Regions from separate parts of the Mus musculus genome. Here all the other regions are linked to region 3. The links are chromatin contacts, called in public HiChIP or PLAC-seq and promoter capture Hi-C maps. All regions are on one chromosome and are shown on one strand. Each heading gives the region's core, a stretch centred on a gene start, on an enhancer-like site or on the middle of the called end of the contact. The rest is flanking DNA. Distances are from core to core; before and after follow the strand shown. Region 1 has its middle 74 kb from the start of Gm36917. Region 2 holds the start of Ostc (oligosaccharyltransferase complex subunit (non-catalytic)). Region 3 holds the start of Tbck (TBC1 domain containing kinase). Region 4 holds the start of Papss1 (3'-phosphoadenosine 5'-phosphosulfate synthase 1).

Region 1 (6,415 bases), core at 1,391-3,890, 1.0 Mb before region 3:
TATCTCTGAGCAGTATCAGACTGCTATCTGGGGGTTCCTGTCTGCTGACAACTCAAGCCTGTATGGTGTGTCCTGCCATGCTTGGCTAGGTTGGGGGTTTCGGACCTCTGACCATTCCACGAAGGTAAATGTAGGGGATTAGCCTGGTGCTTTTATGTATTTAAATGCTAAGTACTGGCCCCCAAGATCGGGTTGCCCCTGGTGAGGAGATCCTCATGTGTACCAAATGATGCTCTGTAAACCTTGCTCCCTACGTTATCCTTGAAAGGTTAATAAAGATGTCTACAGCCTTGGCTGGGCAGAAGAGACGAGGGTAGAGTGAAGGTTCCTGGGCTTGAGGCCTCAGGCAGGGACCACCAGGAGAAGAGGAAGTAAAGGAAGGACATGGCCATGGGGTAGTAAGGACCATCATGGCCTGATGGTGTAGGAACATCCCATCACGGCAAGTGATAGCTCAGAGTTCAGCACAGTGAAGTCAACAAATTAGCACAGAGGGTTGGCATCTGCCCAGCTCTAGTGCTTTTAAGCTTATTAAAAATCTAAAGGCTGTTGTGTCTTTTATTTGGGAATTATGTGGTCAAAGTGGGGTAGAAACCCCTAATGGATAGATAAAAGAGAACAAGGGGATATAGCAAAACCCAGAATAATAATGACCACAACACGTTTTCTTAATTAATTATTGATGGTGGAGAGCCCAGCCCATTGTGGGCCCAAACATTGAGTATGAAGGGGTTTTGAGACGGTGTGGAGAAAGAGATCTTCCTTTTGGGATGTCAGCTGAGGAGGAAGGTCAGCTGGGTGCTTTCTCTGCCTCTCTGAGCTAGCAGGCATCTGGCTCTAGAGTCTTTGTAAATGGAATGTTTGAGAGTTTCTTGTTTGCTACTAAAAACAATAAACCACTTAACCCACTTAGAAAGCCTAAATCCTGAAGGCCCCTCCCAGTGTTTGATCCTCTGCCTCCTCCTCCTCCTTCCCCTAGGCTTCCTTGATCCCCAACTCATGCTGAACTCAGGATCCTCCATGTGAAGCAGGTACTCCTATTACTGAGCTACAACCCTGACCCTTCCACTCCCCCACAACCCCTGACGAAGACCGGAGTCTTCACGATGACCACAATAACGTGTGTTTCTGGCTTCTTTGGATGAATCATTAGTATCCATGACTGGGTCCTTCCTGGGTGTAGATTCTGATTAGTTAAGTTTTCTCATGCATTACTAAAGGATCAAGAAATATCTCACAGACCTCAAAGTTACCATCATTCACTACCCCCAGACAGCATAGCTGTGAGCACCTTGCTACTGCTAAAATAATCTCTTTAGCCCTACCCTTGCAGTATGACAATGTGGGTGTTGTTTAATAGTTCATGGGAAAATTTGATCAATTCTCCCCAAAATTCCACTGTTATGCTGGCTGAGAGAGAATGGTAAAAAAAGGAATAGACTCCTGACATTCTCTCTGTCCTCATGCTGTGAAACTTTATAGGTTTTTGATGCTTCTGATTATGGTTAATAGGGTCTCCGTATTAGGTGACAACAGTTCTTATTATTGGGCATGGTTGATGTCCGGCCAGATGAGAAGCAACTGATGGCCTGTCCTTATCATTTCTTCACGCTTCTGCTCGGTGTCTTTCCTTATGGAGGATGAGGGAGGGATGTTTAAACGTCAAAACGTACAAATCACAGGAATCAGTTCTCTGAATGTAGGTGACTACTCTGTTTTGACAGCATTGTTAGTTGTTATGAGCAGCATGCATTTATATATCCAAATGACATAAAATTAAAAGAATTTGTTCCAACATAAGTGTGCTGACTTCCATATCTAACATCTTGCTGGTGCTATTTAAAGAAGTCAGGGATTTCCTTTGTACTTGGAACAGATAACCCTAATCAGAGTACTAGTAAGACGATGCCCAAATCTGAAGTAATAAAACCCAAACTCAGTTTAATATGACAAATTCATAGTGAATGCCTTTGATGAGGAAGGATAGGATCTCATGTTTATGAAGATTAAAATGCTTTGAAAACACAAGTAGACACTTTCAAGATTGTCCTTATATCTCATCTCAATACATTTGTGGAACAGCCTATAAAATTCACCCTATACACATATACAAAGCAGTGTGTTTGGTAATGACTCATATAATAGTGTCTGCAATGTGGTTTCTATTATCAGTATATTCCTCATCTGCTAGTAACTTTCTCTAAATTCAATTTTTTTTTTTTTAGGTTGAAATTTTCCATGCCTCATTTAAGCTTAAAGCTATTTAAAAATTAATTTTTAAAGTCTCAGGGCAGTTACTGGGCCTACCACAGAAACCTTTTCTAATTCTAGTAAAGGCAAGAGAAGAAACAAAGAGAAGTCTTTGTGTATAGTGGAAGACATTTATGCCTGTAACTGGATCCCTGAAGCCCACATAGTCTATGTCTATGATCGCAGCATCCTTGCAGCCTGTACCTACCATCACTTCACCTATGTAGCTCACACCTCTGGCCAATGAGTTGAACTCATTTCCTAAAGCAACTGGAGTAGGCTCCCTGAGACCTGAGGAGTCTCGAGCATTGCATAGCTGGTCTTTTGCATGGAAGCAGAGCTTATAAACATCCTTAGAGATCAGATGCCCATTACACTGCAGTGCATCCGGTCAGCTGGTAATTATGATGAATCACGGTGTCATAGCTCAGGCCTCTGCTACGTCCTTCTCTTCTCTCCTTTACTCTGTGGCAAATAAAATAATTTTAAAAAATTGGAAGTGTTTTTACTTCCACAAGATGTGAGCAATTATAAAATCTTTTTCATGCTTTTTATTGAAAAAAAAAAAAGACACCCCTGATGTCCAAGCTGGTCTGCAAGTTCTATACTTGGTCTTAGATCTATCTATCTATCTATGTCCTTACCTATCTGGAGGCAAAATAAACACATGTGCAGCAGGAAGGGCTTTGCTTGCTGAAGCTTGTTGTTGTATGAGGAGAGATGGTTATTGAGGACAAAAAGAACCAGAGGAGAGAAACCACAGGTTCGTCTCCTTCTGGACCCACATAAGAAAAGTGACATCTCTTTATCTAACATTTTCTTGTGTCATGAATCTTTACCTCATGCTTGCTTTAAACTTTATTTTTACCACATGCCATTAAAAACTCATCACTTTTGAAACCATGTAGCTTAGTATTTACTTAAAAAAAAAAAGAGGCAACTATCAACTTGCCCTGGGGCTTTTAAAAAGACGACTTATTACTTCTGCCTTCCTGAAGGTGTAGCCATGTGTCTATCTGAGTTTGTGTCTGTTTGTTCTCTTCCTGTAGGTCCCCCATGTAGACATAGACATATATATCCGTGTAGGTTCACAATTTCCCTCAAGAAAGAAAGAGAATTTTGTAATGAAAAACAACATTTTCTGTGGCTTTATGCCAAGATACCGGATCCTTTTTTTTTCAGTTGATGTATCCTAACGATACATCCTCTGTCAGGCAAAAAAACTCTGTGAACACTGCATGATGTCTCTTCCAAGTACCACATCCGCCTCCGCCTTGTAGGGTTCAGATCTGGGTAACATTGTCTCTTAGACCCTCTCGAATATTCAATGACAAACTGGAATCTGTTGTTTGGGTGTGTGTGTGTGTGTGTGTGTGTGTGTGTGTGTGTGTGTGTGTGTGAACATAACTAGCAACAACAGCAATAACAAGAGTTTTTCTTCACAAGAATTTGAATCACAATCTCCCTGGAGAAATTTACTGGCTTTCTCTCTAGTTGGAGCCTAACTTACCATTTCTTTCCTCAGTTCAGTTAGACACTGTTGGCCATGATTTGATCAGGTTTAGGTTTGAGAAGGGAGAATACATAGTCTATGTTTCCTTTCATCTTTAGCTCCGGGTTGTCGGCAATTGAACTCTGGTAGAACTTTCTAGGATAATTAGGAACATTTGGCAACCTGCTTCCTCGCATCTTGTGGCTTAGCTGGGGAAATGTGTTTTGTGTGACTGAGAAATAGACTTTTAAATATCATTTAAATGCAATTAATTCTGATTTAAATAGGTGCATGACCAGGGACCACTTTATTTTACATCTCAAGGGTAGAGAATTGAAATCTTAAAAACTGCCCAGGGATTTTTTTTGGCAAAATGACGTTTAGTGTCTACTGCTACTAATAAATAGCTCCAAACCTCATGGCTATGAACAGTATTTTGTTGCTTTTTCTTAGGGTTTCGTGGATTGGCTGTGCTCAGGTTTCACCTCAGCTCCCTGCTGTGTATCAATCAGGTGGGGTTGGCTCCATCTGCTGTGGTCCTTGGACATAAGGCAATAAGGACTCTCCACTTTTTGTCAGATCCCTGGACTGCTTTGTCTGGACCACGTTGGGACTACCCTGGCATCTTGTCTCCAAGAGAGCTTCCATGTGTGACCACTGTTGTTTTTGCTCGTAATATGGCAAACCCAGAAAGTTAAGATTCTTACAAAATGTCTAGCTTCCCCAATGTTCATATTTCAAGAGTTGGGAAGCTAATGACGTCATGTTTTTTTCAGGCCTGGCATCACACTGGTGAAGACTGTTCAGAGCAATGTCTGGGTTTAAGAGGAAGTGTCCTGAGCCTCACCTGTGTATAGGACAGAGGTAAAGGAATCTCGTGTCTGTGAATATTTCTCAGTTTCTTTGTAGTGGTGTTCCACTAAGCACAGCCAGAAGGAAGCAAAACAATTGGCTTCTCTATGTGAGCAGTGGTGTGATTTCACTTGCTTATCTGGTAGCTAAGAGTTGGGTGGCAGGAACAAAGACTTCTGTGTTTCTGGTGGGGATTTCAGTTGTACATAAATGGAACCGGGACTGCCTCACTGAGTACAAATGGGCTCTTCTCCCCTAAAAGTGCCAGTCAGAGATCACCATGAGAGAAGCACATGTCGTTAGATGAGAGTCATTTTCAAATTATTGGGAAATCAAATTCTGAATACAGTCTCTCCCCACAGTGCATGTATACCAATGCACGTGCACATTTGCAAATATAACAGCACAAATGTGTAATTATTTATTTAGCTAACATAGCACCAGTGTTTCATTCTTTCTCCCCATGTTCATATATGTGCATGGAGTATTGGTGCCCGGTGTGTGTGTGTGTGTGTGTGTGTGTGTGTGTGTGTGTATGTGTGTGTGTATGGATTTAATGTATGTAGAGGCCATGAGGGCTGTCACATATCTACCTTCCCGTGTCACTTTTCACCTTATTTGTAAGCACTTTATTACTCTTATTAATTTATCGATGTGTGTGTGTGCATCTGTGTGGATCAGAGAATACTTTTCAGGATTCAGTTCTCTTTTTTCAGTGTGTGAGTTCCAGAAATCACCCTCAGATGCCATCTGGCTTGGGGGTAAGCACCCTCACCCACTGGTCCACCTCACTGCCAGCCTCAGTGTTGTTAGTTTAAGGAAACTTTTTGGTGCTGCCGTGTTTAGTGTCAGACTTTTCCGCATCACACTTTTTCTTAAAACAATGATTAGTAGCCCTATGTGAATAAATAGCCCCCAGTTTTTATGGGCATTGCGTTAGCCTGATACAATGTGTCAGCAGAGCCTGATAGATCTCTGGGTTTTTCATGTGGCTCAGCAGAGAAGTTTGCTTGTTTGATATGTGTTTCAGTTAAAGTTCAGAGCATTTTGATTTGGCAATAGCTGTCTCCAACTTTGAAACATCTGCACGGTATCCTGCTCGCAGCCAGTGTTCACCTGTCATCCAGGAGAATTATGTCCAGGTAACACGGCTTCTGTCCCTGAGCGCAGCTTGCATTTCCAGGACTGCTGGGAATAATTTTGTCTTACCATTTGGTGTTAATCAGTACTTTTCATGGGACACCATGAAAGGCTCGAGTCTAGGTGTCCTCACCATGGGGTGGGTTTGCACTTGCCTCAGATGGAAGGACTTTGGCTCCTTCCTGGAACTCCCCCCATCCCAGCTGCCCTGTCAGAGGCCTCCCAGAAGATGTTTAGCGATGCTTTGATTTGCATTTCTGCTCTTTGTTTCTTAGATCTTTGTGGTGGAGAGTGTTTTTTAGGTAATCAAATACAACATGGCTTTAAGATCTTCCACGCAGAAGGAAGTCTGGCTTTGTAGGGCTTATGGTTGCTCACTGATCAAAGGAATACTCTGCTTACTATGGTTTGGGGGTCCCCCCAAGGGGTGATTGGGATCCTGATGATTCTTCTTGCTCTGCTGTCACCTCCATTCTGATCACACAGGAAGCCACATACCGTGTTCCCGTAGTTTTTGCCTGGGTCTGCTTTGCGTTGGCCTGCTTTGGCGGCTGTGGCTGAGGCTATAGCTCTCTCTTTAATGACTAGTAGCTGTGCCGTCTAGCACCAGGTAGGACCCTTTTTCTACTGCAGAGAGGAGGGAATGGAGAGCAGATGTTTTTGGACCTGAGGATATTTCTA
Region 2 (5,966 bases), core at 669-3,168, 2.0 Mb before region 3:
TGACCTTATACCTATTACATATGCCTATTTACCCAAGGTTGTGCAAAAATCTGTCAGGAAAAATGGGGACACATAGGAGGAAAAATGCCAGAAGTGCTGGTCTAAGTGAACAAAACACCTCACTAGTCTCCTGGTCCACGTTGGTCCACACTTTTTTTTTTTTTCTTTTCTAGTATGACCCTTCTAACCATTCAAACTCAGACTAACAGATCATTTCTCCAGGAAACATACTGGAATTAAATCAATGCTTCTAAACTCTACTGTGTAGCAGAAAGCAATTGTGCGGTAGTTAGCATGTCTCCACTACCTTCTATGGAGGGCAGAGTCATTATATTTTCTTTGCTGTTATCCCAGCACTGAGTTAACAGAAAGTCAGTGTCGCCTGTCCTTCCCAGCAACATTGCTTAGGTACAGGTACACTCAGTTTTTAGAAAGCTGTCCATTAGAATTTTCAGCTCTCCCAGCACCACGTCTGCCTGCACACGACTGCCATGCTTCTCGCCATGCTGAGAAGAAGCCATTCCAGAAGCCAAACGGTAAATGTACAAAATGCGCCCTTCCATTTTGACCCAGTGGTTGGGGCAGCGAAATTCCCCCCAAACCCCATTCTAAAACCACCAAAACTGTGGCCCAATAGAAAGCTGAGGCTTCTCACAAAAACTGTCTCCAAAGGAAGCAAAAGTCAAGAAACAAGCTGGCAAGAATGAACACTAAGTTCTTAAAGCCCAAGGCATTAGGTGTCATATTCACGATTCACTGTGCTGAGCAAAAGTGAATGTTAACGCCACACACACCAGGTAATGTCTTTTTTTTTTTTTTTCTTAAACAACAACAACAATGTTTAAAGTGGCCTTTAGCATTTCCGTTAATGTGCACTCCGTAGAATGCCAACTCTACAGTTAAATACTGTCTTCTACCTCTTCAAATATGCCAAGTAGCCTCAGAAAGCAGTTAAGCAATAGCAATATGTCTACACACACCCTAAAAAAAGTTGAACCACTTTTGCTAACCAAAAATCTTTTTAATTTTCTGAATTAAGTAGTACACTACTTCCTAAATTCCTGAAGCCCAGTCCTGGATACATCCTGGAACTGTCGCTCCAAAGGGTGCTCTAGAGCCTGCAGACGGACTGCCAACTCACCAATAGGCAAAGCCACACCCCTCTGCATTTTCCACTTAAGGGATTTGGTGACAGATATCTAAAAAGCACTGCTTCCCTTCTATTTTCTGAGTCCCATTTTCTGCCCTCTGAGATACACCATCTTTTTGCAAGCCTCAATTCCAATCTCACGTATTTCTCAAAAAAACCGTGGCTTCGGTAAGTTCCCTTCTCATTCCTGTGATTTGACATAAAGCAATCCAAGCCCCTGGGGTCTGAACTAACAAACTCAAAGGTTATCAGATCTCTTCCACGATTTCAGGGTCCTCACGATTAGTTTAATAAAAGTCCCACACTCTCTCGACCAACCAAGGAAACACAGTGATTCAAAAATGATGTTCCCAAGACCCTGGTCAAACAATGCACAGCAAGAAATAACAACTAGCTGGACTTGACAATTATATCCAACTCAGCGCTCGAAGGAAAAAGCGGGCAGAGAGGAGACCATCTCTTTCCAGTGAAAGGCGTGAGCCTACGGGGCCCGGCTCGGGGGCCACGCGCCTCCGGAGCGAGCAGCCTGCGCGCCCACCCGACCCATCACGGCCGAGTTACCTCCGGTAATGAGGAAGTAAGATACCACTACCAGGGCGTACACCGTCATAGCCGACGGCATGTGCACCCAGGGCGGTTTCTTCAGCTTCAGGTTGGGGCATTCGAGCACTAAGAATGGGACTCGGTACAGAGTCTCCATGTCCCCGGCGGTAGGGCCAGCCCTCTGGCCTCCAGCCTCCCGCACCGCCCGGAAACACGCCCGCCTACTGCGCATGCGTAAGCCGAGGACCACAGGTCTGTAGAAGTCAGAAGGAGACAAGATATTCACTGTAGAAAGAAAGAAATTGCACTAACCTGATAAATAATATACATATTTAAAAATAAATAATAATGGTCGTTTTTAGGCTTGAGTGTGGGTTAGAAGCTTTTTTCTTACTGAGAGATCATTGTTTATTATATACCTTCCAGGACCTGCAAGGCGTCCTACGTGGCCAAGCCACAGAAGCGGAGAGATTAGCATCCCCACTGCCCCGCCCACTTGCTGACGCCACCTACTTGAGAGCTGATTGGCTGCTGGAAACTCTTAAGTTCATAGAGCTGGAGGATGAATGAAAGTTTAGATGTGTGCTCCCTTTTAGTATTGGAGGTCTCCCCTCGGGGCTTTAAAAAGCTCTAATTCGCTGAGCTTTTTCTTCATGCTGTATAGCGACGCTAATTGGCAGTAATTGCCAAAGTAGTATGGGCTTTATAAAAAATAATAATAATAAATGAATAAAACCCACACAGTCCATGTCAACCACAAACTGTGACAGAACAAATATTACTTTAAACCATTTTCAGTCACGCCTGAGTTAGTAAAAATCACCCAGGCCAAAAATCTTGAAGTCATTCTGGTTTCTCACCTTAATTACCTGCTTAGTAGGGCGCCGGCTTCAGCACCATAAATACTAAAATTGGAACGGAAAATCCTGCCACCTGGCTACTTCAGGTGTCTTCCTGCCAAGGTATCAAATGTAAATAAGAAAGGACTTTACTAGCTAGAGACAGTAATCCTGATCAATCAAGGAAATAACGGGCTATTATAAAACAGCAAGGAGGGGGGAAATGTTTTTGGAATACAGAAGCTCCGCTGCAGTGCCTCTTATCGTTCCCGTATCCTATGATAAAAAGCTTAAGCAACATAACAAGCCAATGGGGGTAGAAATGTTAGTGGCTTGGACCATTCAGATTTTAAAATTTGAGCCACAGCAGGAGTTAAGGAACTAAAATCATCTACTGTTAGTTTTACTATAAGCAACAGAAATATGAAGTGTGAACTGGCGATGAATATATTTTTTTTCAAAAACATACAATATGGATATCATGTCAAGCTGTGTCATACCATGCTTGTATTTCATTAACTCACAAAGCTGGAGTACCGCCGGGCAGTGGTGGCACACACCTTTAATCCCAGCACTTGGGAGGCAGAGGCAGACAGATTTCTGAGTTTGAGGACAGCCTGGTCTACAGAGTGAGTTCCAGGACAGCTGAGGCTATACAGAGAAACCCTGTCTCAAAAAACCATTAAAAAAATAAATAAATAAAAAGCTGGAGTAACATTGCCCAGATCCTTCTCACTGCATAATTATTTTGGTTTTCTTTTTTTTCTCTCTCTCTCTTTTTTAAAAAGGTGCCAGGATCAAAATTAGTGCTACAAATATGCTAGGCTGAGTTAAAACTCTGAAACGTTTTTAATTAGAAGAAACATCATTAGTTTTAAGAGACAGTATTTTTTTTAAACTACGGTCATTATTTCTAAAACTTTAAAATACTAAATTGAAAATGGGTAGATTAAATAAATATCTGGTGAAGCATCAATATAGTGAGATACTGGGGAACCAGCACATGTGATGCCAAAGAAGTTCATTTTTCCTGAAATGGAGAGATGCTCAGGGCAGGTCTGAAATGAAGAATAGCGGGAGTGAAAAAGAGGCCCGTGGAGAACTGACTCATTCATGTGTGCATTTTTCAGGCATCGTGCACTGACGAAAGTCTAAAGGAACATAAAAACAAACGTGTGTGTGATAAAACTGTAGACTATGCCTTTTCCAAAATACTACCAATTACATACGAACAACGTTTGTATGTAATATGCATGTTCAATATGTTATATTCTATGTTCGAAAAGTTTAAAGAGTTCCCAGTTATAACATGGCAGTTACTTTCTACCAAAGAATACAGTGCTGTGTTCTCCAAGGATTAGCTGGTTATAGTACAGTATAGTATAGTATAGTATAGTATAGGTTATATAGGTCTGCTTGTATCCAAGAGATGGTGGATATTTGTTATGATCAGAAACTCGATGTCATAAGTTCGGGGGCAATGTCTGCTTTATTACTGAATCTTCAGAGCTTTTGACCAGCTGGCATAGTAGGACCCATTAGCTACGTGTTGACTGGATCAGTGACTGAGCCTCTTCCATAGCTTCAGACTCTTCAGTGTGTCCCCTGACGATTGTGCTTTCTTCATGTATCTTTGGTTTTGTTTCTTTCTCTGCATCTCTGGCATCAGCAGCCCAGAGACATCATCTCTGGCCTCTGGGTCACGCCACATTGTTTCCAAGGTGCTATTTCTAAGAAACCGAGCAGATTTCAGAAGATCCACGGCGATACCATCTTTACTGCTAGCTACAGAGAAGTAAGGACATGGGCCGGACAGGAACGTTGGATTGCCGTGTAGTCTCAGTCTCTGCTCTCTCTCCATTTTCTGTCTTACACCTTCTCTTCTTACTCGATAATTGCTTTGTGGAAATTGTGCACGTGCTCGGAAGACATCGCCTGACCTCTCACACTTTCTTCCCCATCCCTGCGGAGCTTGGGGGTCACTGGGCTTCAGTGGGGTGCTGGTATTGTTCACCGTTCACTCCTCCATCAATTCCTCAAACATGGGTGGGGTAAGTAGCAGGGATGAGTTCTCGCCTGTGTGCTGCTGGCTTCAAGGTAACCAGCGCATGACTCTCGCCCTCAACAAAGCTTTGCCCCCAGGTGCAGACCCATAAGCCTGTCCTCTTGGCACTCAGGAGGCTCAAGCAAGGAGCACCATGAGGCTGCGGTAGCTGTCATAGGAGCATAGGAGACTCACACATAATTGATGCACCTAAGTGTGATATGGAGCTAATAGGGATTAGGGCTTTTTGTTTGGTTGGTTGGTTTTGTTTATTGTGTTGTTACTATTATTGTTGTTGTTGTTGTTGTTATTAAAGGGGTTTTTTTGTTGTTGTTTGGTCAGTTTTTTTGGTAGGTTTTTTTGTTGTTGTTGTGGTGGTGGTGGTGGTGGTGGTGGTGGTGTTTTTTGTTTTTTGTTTTTTGTGGGTTTTTGTTTTTTGTTTTTTGTTTTTGTTTTTTTTTGTTTTTGTTTTTGTTTTGTTTTTTTTGAGACAGTTTTTCACTGTATAGCCCTGGCTGTCTTCTCAGTAAACCAGGCTGGTCTCAAACTCAATGCTGGGATTAAAGACATTTTCCACCACACTAGGCTTTGGGTCTTTTGGGTTGTTTGTTTGTTTGTTTGTTTTGCTTTTGGGGAGTTTTTGTTGGAGGTGGTGCTGGTTTTAGTTTGGTTTTCGTATTTTTGGAAGGCTCACTTGGTTTTGTTTATTGGTTTTTTGGGGGGGGGGTTGTTGTTTGTTTTTTGGAAGGGTCATAGACCATGTGAAGCTGTTTAAAAAAAAAAAACCACCTATAAATTCTCTTCCCAGAAAAAAAACGCCCTCATATACCCACCCAATGTAGAATAAAATTATAGGAAGTTCTCAGACCAAAGTTAAAAGAGAAGGAAGAGAGTTGCAGACGGATGCCTAGGGACTCGCCCACATGATGAGGAGGATACTACAAAGTAAATACAGAAGATCAAAGGTTCAGGCTGGGCAGGCATACATACAGAAGCGGCAGAAGAGAGTTTCCACATGTCAGATGAAGGAAAAGGAAAAGAAGCCGCAGCATTTGACAGAAGGCCAGCCCTTAGTGACCATTAGCCATTGAACGTGTCCAGTACAAAGTGTTAAAATGGCCAGAAAACAGATCTGAATCCTTACTGGCCACTCTGTGTCTATAAATATTTGGTAATTTAATTCACTAATTTCAGCAGCACAGTGACAGAAATCAAAGTACAGAACGGAAAAAAAGTGAAACTTAAAAAAAAATAATAATAATGATAGTGAATGGCTCAAGTCTTAAAATTCCAATACTTAAAAGGCGAAGACAGGCAGATCTCTGAGTTTGAGGCCAGCCTGGTCAACAGAACAAGTACACAGAGAAACTATCTAGAAAAAGGAAAATGA
Region 3 (5,643 bases), core at 499-2,998:
TCAAGAATGCAAATAAGAACAATAACTAATGGACATTTGACATTGACATTTACTCTCCACCATGTAAGATATCATTTTATACACCAGGAGAAAGTATATGTATTGTCTGGATTCATCCAATTATTATACGGCAAAACCATGATTTTAACTTATGTTTGTCATTCTGAAATTCACACAATTCACTCAAAATGTTTCCCAAAGCCTAAATGCTTTCATTATTTGGGAAACACACTCAAGACCTGACTGGACACTTAGGACCTTTATTGAAGACACTGTTATGTTCCCTTTGAGGTAAAACAAAAGCCTCCTAACTGATCTCCTTTCTCACTTCTGCCCCCAGTCTAAGAGGGCTATGGAGTAACCCTCTTAAAACGAAGCTGGGTAACATTACTTGGCCTTGGAAAACCTTCTATGGCTTTCACTCCCCCTGATTAGCCCACACTCTCTGTCTGCATCATGAATCCCCTCTCTCAGTTCTGAGCCCACAGGCATTGGTCAGACCCCTTCATACTTTGGTAAGTTTCTGTTGCATGGCCTTCGCAATGGCTTGGCCTTATGACTGACTGTACTTCTTGAAGGTTTTCTCTATTGTTAATTCTATTTGTGTCACCTCCTTCCTAGAAAGCCATCTTTTCCTTGAGAACCTTCTCTGGCAACCATGTCAAATAATCTACCTTTTTTTTTTTATGGCTTAATACCTTTTCTGTGCAGTACTTATAATCTAAAATATTTAAGTATAAAATGCCAACACTAAAAAGCGTTTAGTGCTTGTTGCAGGGAACCCAAGCTCAGGGCCCAGCACTTACACAGGAGCACACAATCACAGGTAACTCCAGGTCCCAGGGGTCTGATGCTTTCTAGCCTCCGCGTTTACCTCCACACAAGTTTTGCACAAAAACTCACTCGGGCATGAACACATACCCATAAGTAAAACATATCAATATTAAAATACAGAGTGTTCACCTTACTTTTAATGCTGTACTTCAACAATAAGCCCTAGCCGAGAGGCAACGACTGGGATTTTTGTCCGTTTCGTTGACAGTCATTTCTACTTAGTTTATGGATCTTTACCCAATAACTAAACTGTTGCCGGGAGTATAGTGGTAGCTGGTGTTTCTAATATCTGTTGAAATCAAGGAATCTCCTTCTTCAACCCGTCCTCACGTACAAACACTGGAAATCCTTTGCACTCTCACTTAAAAGGAAACAAGGTAATGCATTCACCCCCTGCCTCCAGTAGCATGCTCTCCCTCGGCCACGTATTCATTGCCCAAACTAAGTTGAATCAAAAGGGGGCACGTGGGTGGAGGTTTTGACCGCGCTTCCCACTACTACACAGAAGGTCAGGTTCTTTTTCCCGGGTGAGAAAGGGAAGAACTCTGGATCGGGACACTCACATGAAGCGGTGACCCAACCGCAGCTCTTGAGCAGCCTCAGCCGGGAGAAGGAAGGGCCAGCCTCCCGCAGTCCCCGGCAGCGAGAAAGGACCCAGGAGGCTGTCCCTGATAAATGCCTGAGCGTTTCACAGTTTCACCGCTCATCGGCCGTCCGCTGCCTGCGCCAGCTCTCTCCCTGTACCACACTGAGCTCCCATCTCCCATTTCCTTCCTCCCTCCCTCCGATCTTCCCTCACTTCTTTCTCACTCGCTACATTTGGCTGTCTGTCTGGGCAAGGGACAGGCGGCCGGAAGTTTTGGGGTCTTCCCCCGGGGTTGCGTCTCGGCGATGTGACGTCATGAGCAGTGGCCGACCCGAGGCGGCGGCGGGGGAGGGGGTGCTGGGCGCTGTCAGTGGAGCGAGGTGCGCGCTCACCCTCGGGTTCTGAGCCGGGGACCCGGGAGGCCCGCGCGGACGGAGGCGTGTCGCTCCGGCTGTCACCTTCCCTAGGCGGCCTCTTGTAGACGCGCCTGAAATGCAGGACACGGCCCACTAAGCACTGCCAGGCATAGCTTCCGCGCTTAGGAGCTCAACCCCCCAATCTCTGCGTCCCCAGATTCAGGCAGGTATTCTGGTGTCGCCGCTTGCCTGGCGTTAGTGGGTGGGACTTGTGGGACAATCAGGTACTGTGAGTGACCCGGCCATTCTGCAGGAACCCATAGAACCAATCTGTGGAGCTGCTTGCTGTTGTGTTTGTCTCCAAACTTCCTTCTCCCTGAAGCCCAAGTTCACCGAGTCTTAGAAATGCAAATACGATTTTACTCTGGATAAAATCCACGTCTCCCCACTACCCCTCTTTTTTCCCCCCTTTTCTCCTCCTCCTCCTCTTCTTCTTCTACATTTTCGACTCACGTGAGTCATCTCCAATCTCTTTAAGAGTTTACATTGTGTCTTGTTCATTATAGGTGCAGGCCATGTTTGTGGTTTTCAGTGTTCTGGCTACAGAAACGTCAGACTTAACGTAGAAGTTTCAAAGTATTCCCTGAGTAAATTTTCCAAGCCAACTACCTGCCTACATGGCTTTCTCTTGTAATCTCTGACTTCATCGTTTTCATTTTTCACTCTCTTCTAGTTACCAAGTGTGAGCACCTGTGTGTGTGTGTGTGTGTCAATTTTTTGTTCGTGAGCTTCATGCACACCAGAGAGATAGACTGATACTGAAATTTGTTTTCTTGCTTGTGGTTTATCTTTTTGAGTCATAAACACTTGTCTGATTTTTCAGTTGTATGTTATTTAATGTCTATAACGGAAAATCTAATATATCATTGTAAAAGTTAAATATTAAAATGCTGAGGTTATGTCTCACCTTTCCTATGACTTCAAGCCTGCTATGTAGATATAACTTTCTGTAATTTTGCATCTACTCATTGAATAAGAAGTTAAGATTCAAGTAGACTTAAGCTAGCTCACAGTATCGACAAGATTCAGAATAGTGGTCATAACTATTTTCACATGAACTTTTGAGTATGTGTTTTGACTCCTCTATTATGATGAGAATAGCACTGGCTCTCTCCATTTATCACCAAGAAAACAAATTCGCCTGTGTTACCAAGTTTTCAGGTCCATTAATTCTGAAAGCCTATGGGAGACTTTATTTGGCTCCCAATGAACAGAGGAGCCTTGTGCTCTACAGGCTTCTTGTAGAGCAAGTCTGAGGTGTGCATTGGATATGAAGTGGTTTGCATCAAAACTTTTCGTAAAAACAGGATGGGCATAACCGATCTGTGGTGGAACTAATGTGTATATCCTTTTTATTATAAAGAGCACACATTAATTTCAATTGTCAAACCAGATTGAGGCAGTCTAGGGTTTCTCTCCTGGTCAGTCATCAAATGCATATGGCTATTAGTACTTGGCTTTTTATGTTTTGAAAGCAAGTAGTATCTTTAAACAAAAAGTTATGACTAATTAGCTGATGAAGTCTAGCAAATAGTGCTATCATTAATTCCTAGTGTAGTCTAGGGACACCTGCATTTTTTCCTTAGCAGGACTTTTACTTATACATTGTCAAAATTAGTCATAGTTCCTAAGTGTGTTGTTTAATCTATGTGCAGAAAAACAAATGTTCATGGTAGTAGGGATTTATAATTACTTTTCAGTGCAAACCCACACAGTGTGCTAGGTCACATTTTTTCCTTCCCTCAATGTCATGACCATGGACCTTTTTGTAATATCAAAGATAATTCAGGTTCATTCTTTCCCTCCAATGGTAAGTGTGCTTGATTTAGTAGATTGTGTGTTTAGATATATTTTTAACCTTTCTCCTTTTCAAACCCCCTTCCTCTGTTTTTGCCTTTTGGTTTCTCTTTGGAGAAAGCATGCATCCCCTTCTATGGCTACGTGGCCCTGCAAGGTGGTGCATGTGTGTAAGCAAGTCCCGGGGAGGTGAAGGCAGGGGGTTAGGAGTTCAAGGCCAGCCTGGGCTAGGTGAGGACCCTGTACAAAGCAGAACAGCAAAGCAACAGCACACCCCTCCTCAGTTGCAGGGATAATTGAATGGGAAGATGAAATCTTCTAACTCTTCTCTTTTTTACGCTATTGAAAACCTTTGAAATTGATTTTGAGCTGCAATATAAACATGTGCTTAGGTGTTTTTCTTTCAAACATTGTCTTTAAATTTTTAAACTGACTTTTTTAAAAATACTTGCTCTCAGAGTATCATGGTTGTTTTGTATTGTTTTTCCAAGTTGACTTTTAATTTTTTTTTTTTTTTTTTTTTTTTGGTTTTTTCGAGACAGGGTTTCTCTGTGTAGCCCTGGCTGTCCTGGAACTCACTGTAGACCAGGCTGGCCTCGAACTCGGAAATCCGCCTGCCTCTGCCTCCCAAGTGCTGGGATTAAAGGCGTGAGCCACCACTGCCCGGCGACTTTTAATTTTAAATTGAGAAAGTACTGGATTAATGTTAGCTCATTGTGTCATAAAATTCTTTCGTTTTGTAGATCATCTTAAAGGATCCAAGACTACAAAATGTTTCCTCTGAAGGATGCTGAGATGGGCGCCTTTACCTTCTTTGCCTCTGCTCTCCCACATGATGTTTGTGGAAGCAACGGACTTCCTCTCACACCAAATTCCATCAAAATCTTAGGTCGCTTTCAAATCCTTAAGACCATCACCCACCCCAGACTGTGCCAATATGTGGATATTTCTAGGGGAAAGCATGGTAAGATCTTTCTCTTTTGAATTTTATGTTCACTGCCTCAATTCCAGATGCAGTTTGAAAATACTGCGTCAGTATCTGTTGACAAGCAGTCAGGACCTTGCTCTCTGTGCTTCAGAGTACTCTTGACTGACTTGACGTGAAAGGGACTCTTACTGTCTCACTGTTGCAGTTGCCTTTACAGAACTAAAGTAGTGGAAAAGTGTGTGCCTTGAGACAGCAGTGTTGAGTGCCGTTGAGTTCTTTGTACTGGACTGAGCATGTGGAGATAAAAAAGTACATGAAAGTCAACCCTTTGTGCTTTCTGATATTCAGCCATGTTTTCTATAAAATACATTTCATATGTTTCTACCTAATGGTGAAGACGACCTTCATAAATATTTACTTTTTCTTTGTTTCTCTGAAAAAGCATACTAAGCTATACTTGAAATTGGATAGCTCATTTTTGAAAAAGTATTTGCTCTGAGAATATTTGGTTTTTGTAGGTTATGAGCAGAATAATCTTTTGTTATGATATCTCTCATTACGATGGTTGACTAATTTTCAACCATAAAATTATTTTTGTTGATACATAATAACTAGTTTTGCTACTATTATGAAACATAATGTAAATATTTTTGGAGAAAGAGATTTGCTAAAGAAGTCACAACCCACTGGTTGAGAATCACTGACTTGTAGCAATGAATAATCTTTATCATATTACTGTGCGGTAGGAACAGTTACAGTGTTGTTTTATAGATAAGGAAATTGAGGCAGAGCATGATCCCGTAGAGGAAAATACAAAACAGTAGAATACTAAGACATTACAATAATGAATTGTTACTTGATAAACGCCTCTAGAAGTCACTGTCAGTATATAATAATGCCATAGCCACGTCATTCAGGCTGTTTGGTCCCTTTAAGACGATAAAGTTTGACCGTATACTTGCTGAAAATTTAGGTGCTTGTAGAGACCTTAGTGAGAGACGTGGGGAAAATAATGATAAAAATAGCAGTTCTAGTAGATAATTATAATTAGTATTTCATACTCACATGTATATGTGTGTGCA
Region 4 (6,490 bases), core at 2,258-4,757, 1.1 Mb before region 3:
TCCATAATGACTTTTAAAAGCATCTTTTGCTTCTATGTGGAGAAGGCAGCAGAGACTGGATGCTCTTTCACCTGATACAGCTAGAAAAACCCAACAAAGGTAGGAGACAGTTTTCCGAGCCTGGGAAGCAGGCAGGACTGAGCAGTAATATCAGATAGTGAACACCCATTAGACGTCGCTTTTGCTAAAAGGAGTGGTCGTCTCCCTGGGCTCACAGGGTCACTAAACGCAGGCTGAAAGCTTAGCATACCTAGTTTTACTTTGTGTCTGTCCCTTTTACTGTTTACCCTGTTTAATTTCTGCCTGTAGCTCTGTTAATCACTCCAGGAATGTTCATCTAACCCCTTTGAGATCTAATCTATCTCATTTTCCTTCAAGGCTCAAGGGACAAAGGTTAGGAGCCACTGTCCTAATCCTGAAGTCATCTGGGGTGGAGCAGTTGTGCATCAAAGGATAGGCCACATCCCACATGCAAAAAAAAAAAAAAAAAAAAAAAAAAAAACCAAAAAAACCAAAAAACCCCCAAAAAACAAACAAACTATCTATGATGGGTAGTCACTACCCTGGAGCTAGAGAAATCTTATGGGTACCAGACTGTTCTCTTTAGGCAAGGAGAACTGATTTTGGTCCCCTTGCAGAACCAGAATTGAGATAATGATCACCTAAGCCACACTCTTTTCCCTGCCTCCAACTTAAAGCTGTACTTAACCTCTACTTAAAGGTAAAATTGCATATCACTACCAAAAGATAAACCTTGGGGGTTACCATAACGATTTATATATTCCCCTCCCCCGACATGCCACACTGACTTAATCTCCATTGCTTTTTCGGCATTACTTAAATTGGTGTATTGTGGCAGGTGATTCCCTGCTGGGCCTATAGGAACCAATGACTTTCTGTAAAACTCCAGTAACAATGGGAAGGTAAACTAAGTCCTAGCCCCAGCCTATTAGCTGTCCCGACCATTGTCCAGGGAGGCGGAGCCAGGGCAGAGATCAACTTTATCTGAACTAAAGAGATGGAACTGTAAGACAGAACAGCAGAGATGGAGGGAGAGAGACTTGAAAAGTGAGCTCCAGAGATCACAAAGTCCACCTGAGCAAGAGCAAGGGGAAGGAGCCAAATCCAGTCAGAGAAATGCCACTTATAAATGTGAAATGCCACTTACAAATGTCCAAGGACAAATGACCCAGAAAGAATCTGTACTCTCACCAGTCCAAGTGAGAAAAACCTTGGCATCGTTGACATATTCACAGGGGGTGCTGAGTAACTGGGAAGAAGTACGGTCAGGATAATTTATAAGTACAAAGAAAAACTTCCTCTCAGGTGTCTCTGGTTAAGAGGGAAACTATAGCAAAACCTATCTTGGAAGAGGTTTCTGTAACATGGATTTGAGATGACATCAGAAAGCAGGACTCAACAGTGTTCAAACTACTGCCCAGGACACGAGCTTGCATCACAAAGATTTGACAGTTAAATTATGCTCAGTGGCTCGACTTAGGTATCAGGAATTCATCTGGCTCTTGCTTTTTGGACACCTGGACGGTGCACTATCATACTGTTGGAAAAGCACTACTGCTACACAGCAAAGTAAAAAGTTGGTTCAACAGCACCTCTCAAGGATTTGTTCTTAAAATACGTTTATAAGCACCGGAACTTAAATACACTCGGTTGTCCCTTTTATTTTGTAGCTGTCCCTTTAGTCTTCTCATTGTGGCCTTTTTGATGGGCGAACGCTTCAACAGAGTTTAGCTGTAAGGACCAATTTAGTCAATTAGGACTCCCATGGCTCCAGCTGTATCTATGCACTATTTCCCTTGAGCAGGAATGGGGGCTCTCTGAGAAATGGCTGGTTCTGGGTGGCACCCGCCCCCACCACCTTAGTCTGAAACTTAGAATCTTTTAAAAGAAAACAATTATTTTTTTAGGTGCATACAAAAGAATAGGTTTCTTTATGACATTTTCATAAATATATGTGATTGGCCTTTGTCCACATTTTCTTGTTTATCATTGTCCTTATTTTTAGTCTTTTAGTCTCATTCTTGTGACTGCTATAAGCAGAATTTAGAATTGTATTGAAATTCAGTCCTATATACTATTAGATTAAGAATCCCCTAGATAGAGCTAAAGGATGGAACACGCCTTGAATCCCAGCACTCAGGAGTGAGAGGCAGGTGGATCTCCGAGTTTGAGGTCAGCCTGGTTTACAGAGTGAATTTCAGGACAGCCAGGGCTATAAAGAGACATCCTGACTCAAGAACACAAAAACAAACAAACCAGAAAGAAAGAAAGAAAGGAAGAAAGGAAGAAAGAAAGAAAGACAAAACAAGCAAGCAATAAAGACATTTTATATATATGGTGGAGGAATAAGATCTGATTTGCATGTTAGAAGTACCTGTCTGACACTATTGAGAACAGAGAGGTTGGCAGAGGAGTGATACTTGTTGTGTGCGTCTCTCTGTGTGCGTGGTGTGTATGTGTGTGTGTGTGTGGTGTGTGGCGCGTGTATCTGTGCAATGACGACTCCTGTTAGACGTGGAGGAGGGAGATTAATTTGAGACTTTGTCAGTGGAGCAAATAGGAACTGACTTGCTAGCAATAGGCTATGCAAGTAAGCCTCAAGTGTTGATTGATATGTGTGTGTGTGTGTGTGTGTGTGTGTGTGTGTGTGTGTGATCACTGGTCGTCATCAGTAGCGGAGTAAGCAGCTAAATTTTGTGAGACTGTGGATGTTTGCAGTTATGGTTATGGTGAGCTTAAAGTTATGGGGATGAGTGCGAAGGGTTATAACTCCTGGAGAAGGCCTCCCCCTCCCAGCCCCATTCTTTTACGAACTGATCATGGACTATATGTGGTTGGAAATGCCCTTTATAGGTGAGCATTCCGCCTTGCGTACCAGGGAACCTGGATTTTAGTCCTCTATGAGTAGCAAGTACTAGAGAAGCCCCTTTGTGGCTAGTCAGCGGCAACAAACACTGCATAGAAATTTCCTGATAGAAAGCGGCTCTCCAAGTGGGAAAGGCGTCACCTTACAAATACTTTCTAATCCTTGATGAGATACAGTTGATGTCAAAAAAACATTGTGCACTGAGTAGGATTGCAAAGCGGTGAGCAACATGTAATGGTGAATTCACTTAAGTAATCCTACTTTTTGCAGGGCTGGGAAACATTTTTTCAAAGTCGGCCTAGTTGACAAGCGCACACATCGAGCCTGTGCAGTGTTTGCGGAAGAAAAGCTAGAGAGCAGCAGGAGCCCACGTCAGCTTCTTCCCCTACCAGCCTCAGCTCTAGGGAGCGTCTCCCACGCCCAGCTCTGCAGGCGTCGCTCCGCCTCGCTCACTGCGCATGCTCAGCATCTGAAGGCTCTCTTCAACAAACCCTCAGACCACGCCCCTCGTCCTGGGTCAAGGCGGAGCTTCAAGCGCCCCTCCTGGTGATTGGATGTTGAGGTCTCGACCCCGCGCCTCCGCTTCGCCCCGCCCTCCACGCTGCTCGGATGCCTAGCTCCAGCCGAGGCGATCACTAGCTGGAGCGCACGTCAGCGCGCGCCTGAGCCCGGGGTGCAGGCCCCGCCCCTTCTCCCTGCTCCGCCCCGCCCCTCGGCCTCTCTCCCACTGCTCGGCCCCGGGGCTCTCAGCAGCAGTGCATCCGCGCTCCGCGGCCATGGAGATTCCTGGGAGTCTGTGCAAGAAAGTCAAGCTGAGCAATAACGCGCAGAACTGGGTGAGTGGTGGCCGCAGGCCGGAGCGCGGGGAGCGTGGGTGGCTGTGGGAACCGCGGGCTGCCCGTGCATCCTGCGGGAGCCGGGGGCGGGGACCCGGGCGGCGGCGGCCGGTGAAGGCGAGTCCAGGCCCGGAGCTGTCCCCTAGGCTGGCGAGGCGGAGGGCTGCGGCGGAGGCAGACGGAGGCGCCTCTGCACGTTCCGGGTGTGCTTGGCCCAGGTTTGGGTCGGTCTCCGAGTCTTTACGTTTCTGAGTTGCAGTGTACTGAGAGAATAACAATGTGGTCATTCATGGATCGGGACTGCAGGACTGAGGTTCTTTGTGTCTCTGTTTTAAATTGGAATGTCGGACACAGACATACTTTTAAAGACTCGATTTCTGGTGACAGTTAGGTGTGGGAAGATTAATAGTTTCTAACATTGAACAGCGAGTGCCAGTTGGCTTCATTGGCCAAGTGCTATGGCTTCAGAGGGTCGTTTACTTCTGTAGTTTATTCATTGGTGGTGGCAGCTAAGATGGTAAGCGCGAAGCTGGAGACCATCCAACTTTGGAGGCTGCAAAGGCCCTGCTTCAGCGTTAGATGGATTTTTTTTTTCTTTTATTCCGCAGGTAACAGGATCATGAAGTTTAATTTAATCTTGTAAATCATCACCTGCCCTTGGTGAGTCAGGAGAAAGTTAAAAAAAAAAACGCTGTTTCAGGCTAGTGTTCTTTTGAAGTCATTGATTTGCCACGTCTGCTGTCAGATTCAAGAATTCTCACTGTCTTCTTTCATCCTTTACCTTAACTTCTTAGAAGGTGAGAGGGATGTGAGATAAAAGGGAGATTAGGAGGTTGGAAGGGACAGACTCCTGGCGTGGGCTCCAGTCCCCCGCCTTGCTGTTTGTAAGTTGGGTGATCTTGAGGACAGTCACTCCACTCTGAATCTCAGGTGACTGGAGGGTGTAACAGTGTGTCCTTCTCAGGATTGTCTTTCTGAGTAGAGAAGATAACGAAGGTGAAAGAGCAACGAAACCATTGCTCTGAAACTCCGATTCAGCATCACTATTGTTGCTAACAGGATTTTACGGATAGGGAGGTAAGTTGACTAAATTGGAGTATTTCAAAGAAGTTTCAGTAATACTGTCTGTCTATAAGTCATTTATTTAAAGATCATTTTGTTATTTTTTGAGTCTGAGTGTTTTCCCTGTGTGTATGTGTATGCACCAGGTGCGCGCCTGATGTTCCAGAAGGGTGTGTAGGATCCCCTTCGGGCTGCAGTTACAGGTAGTTGTGAGCCACCATTGTGTGTGTTCTGGGGATCCTCTGTAAGAGCGAGTGCTGTCAACTGCTGAGCCAACTCTTCTGCTGCCCTAATTCATTTATGTATTACATTATTTGCTAATGTAGAGATCCATATTTGACAGCTATAAAAAACCATGGGGCTCAGGGCTTGCTTTGCAGTTGCCCATGGCAACTGATTGTTAAGGGCATATGTTTTTATGGGCCACAGTGAGTGGCCTAAGATAGGAGTTTTATTGCAGTTTAGAGGCAAGGTTAGTTTGGCCCCAGGGGTTTTTATGAGTTTATGGAGAACCTCATATTTCTGAGGTGGGTGGAGCCATTACATCCCTGAGCGGAGACATGTTTGACTACTGAAGGTAGTTTTTGTTGGGGAGCAGAGATAAAGATGGGGTGGAGCAGGGTTGTGTAATGTAAATGTTTGGCTAAAGAGTTAGGGTGATTTTTCTAGGAGATTTGGAATGGAGTTAGAATTTTTTAAATTTTTCTGAACTTTCCTTTTTTTCCAGTCTCTAAAAGAATGACCTCCTCTAACACACTTAACTCATCCGATGGGTGTGAGTGTAAAAAAAAAAATCTATGCACTATTATGTTAATGTTCTCATTCCATAAAACGGGCAATCCAGGAAGACTGGTTTGCAGAGGAAATGCAGGCACCGACTGTGCCATCGTGAGGATTAAGTTGGCAGACTAGAAGCCTGGTTGACATAGCCACACTGTTTAAGGTGTTCTTGTTGGCCAATCCGGTGTGAACAGTTGAATGGCTAGCTAAAAGCAGGAAAGAAACGGACAGGAAAGACCAGACTAGACTGAGGCGATGACAGGGAGAGAGACATTAAAAGATGGTCCTGAAGTTTTGATCTGGACGTTGGGAGGTAGGCTGAAATGTTGTATCTACGTTAACTTGTTGAGTTTTTGCAGTGTTTCCCTGGGTGGGGTTTAAAAACCAGGACCCTGAATGTGTCCATGTGCTGTCCCAGAACTCATAGAGTTACCACATGTAGCGTCTCCATTTTATAAATGAGGAAACGGAGGGACAGGGTTAGATCGTGGTAAACAGCCAAATGAAAGAAAGGCTACATTAGATCGTGGTAAACAGCAATCTCGGCCAGTGAGTCAATTTCCAGACTTGAGACAGTTTGCAGATCCAGAACCCCTTGAATGAAGGGGTGGCCAGGTTCCTCTGAGGAAGGATCTTGATAAGACACTCAAAGGTTTTGCTGTTACCCTTTCTCCAGTTCTTCCCCAGAGGGACCTACGGCCTTTTACAAGGGTAACTGTACACTGGGGAAAAGGAAATAATCAGACCACCAAGAGCAGCAGCAGCAGTGGAGTACAGGCATCTGGAGCCTAGAGGATGTCCAACCGAGTCATGCCATTATAAATTTCACCTCTCCTGTGCTGACCATTACTGGGTATGTTATTATAAACATTCTTTTGTCTACGCTGTCCATTATAATAACTAGAATCACCTTGTCTCGGGCAAT

Evidence for each region. Promoter capture Hi-C pulls out the DNA fragments that hold promoters and counts their contacts. HiChIP or PLAC-seq counts read pairs in DNA pulled down with a chosen protein or histone mark. Capture Hi-C pulls out chosen DNA fragments and counts their contacts.
Region 1: a CTCF HiChIP or PLAC-seq map of the NIH/3T3 cell line shows a contact between it and region 3, with 6 read pairs. The contact joins the enhancer-like site here to the promoter of Tbck in region 3. A contact is called at or near these places in 1 of 39 promoter capture datasets (hippocampal neurons), 1 of 15 datasets of contacts at CTCF or cohesin (the NIH/3T3 cell line), 6 of 115 datasets of contacts at active chromatin or transcription factors (astrocytes, embryonic limb bud, forebrain and 3 more) and 2 of 9 other capture datasets (adipose tissue and liver).
Region 2: a contact with region 3 is called in a promoter capture Hi-C map of adipose tissue, with 4 times the contacts expected there. The contact joins the promoter of Ostc here to the promoter of Tbck in region 3. A contact is called at or near these places in 1 of 39 promoter capture datasets (pre-B cells), 1 of 484 Hi-C or Micro-C datasets (B cells), 1 of 115 datasets of contacts at active chromatin or transcription factors (astrocytes) and 2 of 9 other capture datasets (adipose tissue and liver).
Region 4: a promoter capture Hi-C map of pre-B cells shows a contact between it and region 3, with 6 times the contacts expected there. The contact joins the promoter of Papss1 here to the promoter of Tbck in region 3. A contact is called at or near these places in 10 of 39 promoter capture datasets (the 3T3-L1 cell line, the C10 cell line, cranial neural crest and 6 more), 11 of 484 Hi-C or Micro-C datasets (CD4 T cells, the G1E-ER4 cell line, the HPC-5 cell line and 7 more), 8 of 115 datasets of contacts at active chromatin or transcription factors (the NIH/3T3 cell line, astrocytes, cardiomyocytes and 5 more) and 3 of 9 other capture datasets (liver, macrophages and pancreatic islet).

What each region holds. Positions count from the first base shown.
Region 1 is chr3:131,658,196-131,664,610 of GRCm38.p6, forward strand. No RefSeq gene overlaps it. Among named protein-coding and RNA genes, the nearest start is that of Gm36917, 74 kb to the left of the region's middle. Within about 2 kb of position 2,641, at least 12 of the 459 cell types and tissues checked have an H3K27ac peak or open chromatin away from gene starts, as enhancers often do. A contact at or near this core is called in the NIH/3T3 cell line, where this site is marked.
Region 2 is chr3:130,707,526-130,713,491 of GRCm38.p6, forward strand. Ostc (oligosaccharyltransferase complex subunit (non-catalytic)) reads right to left here and starts at 1,919. Exons shown (of 4, transcript NM_025509.3): 1 at 1,712-1,919. The coding sequence starts at 1,850.
Region 3 is chr3:132,682,396-132,688,038 of GRCm38.p6, forward strand. It overlaps Tbck (TBC1 domain containing kinase), which reads left to right and starts at 1,749. Exons shown (of 26, transcript NM_001163455.2): 1 at 1,749-1,999; 2 at 4,377-4,597. The coding sequence starts at 4,405. Aimp1 (aminoacyl tRNA synthetase complex-interacting multifunctional protein 1) reads right to left here and starts at 1,484. Exons shown (of 7, transcript NM_007926.2): 1 at 1,398-1,484. The coding sequence starts at 1,399.
Region 4 is chr3:131,561,261-131,567,750 of GRCm38.p6, forward strand. Papss1 (3'-phosphoadenosine 5'-phosphosulfate synthase 1) reads left to right here and starts at 3,508. Exons shown (of 12, transcript NM_011863.2): 1 at 3,508-3,723. The coding sequence starts at 3,664.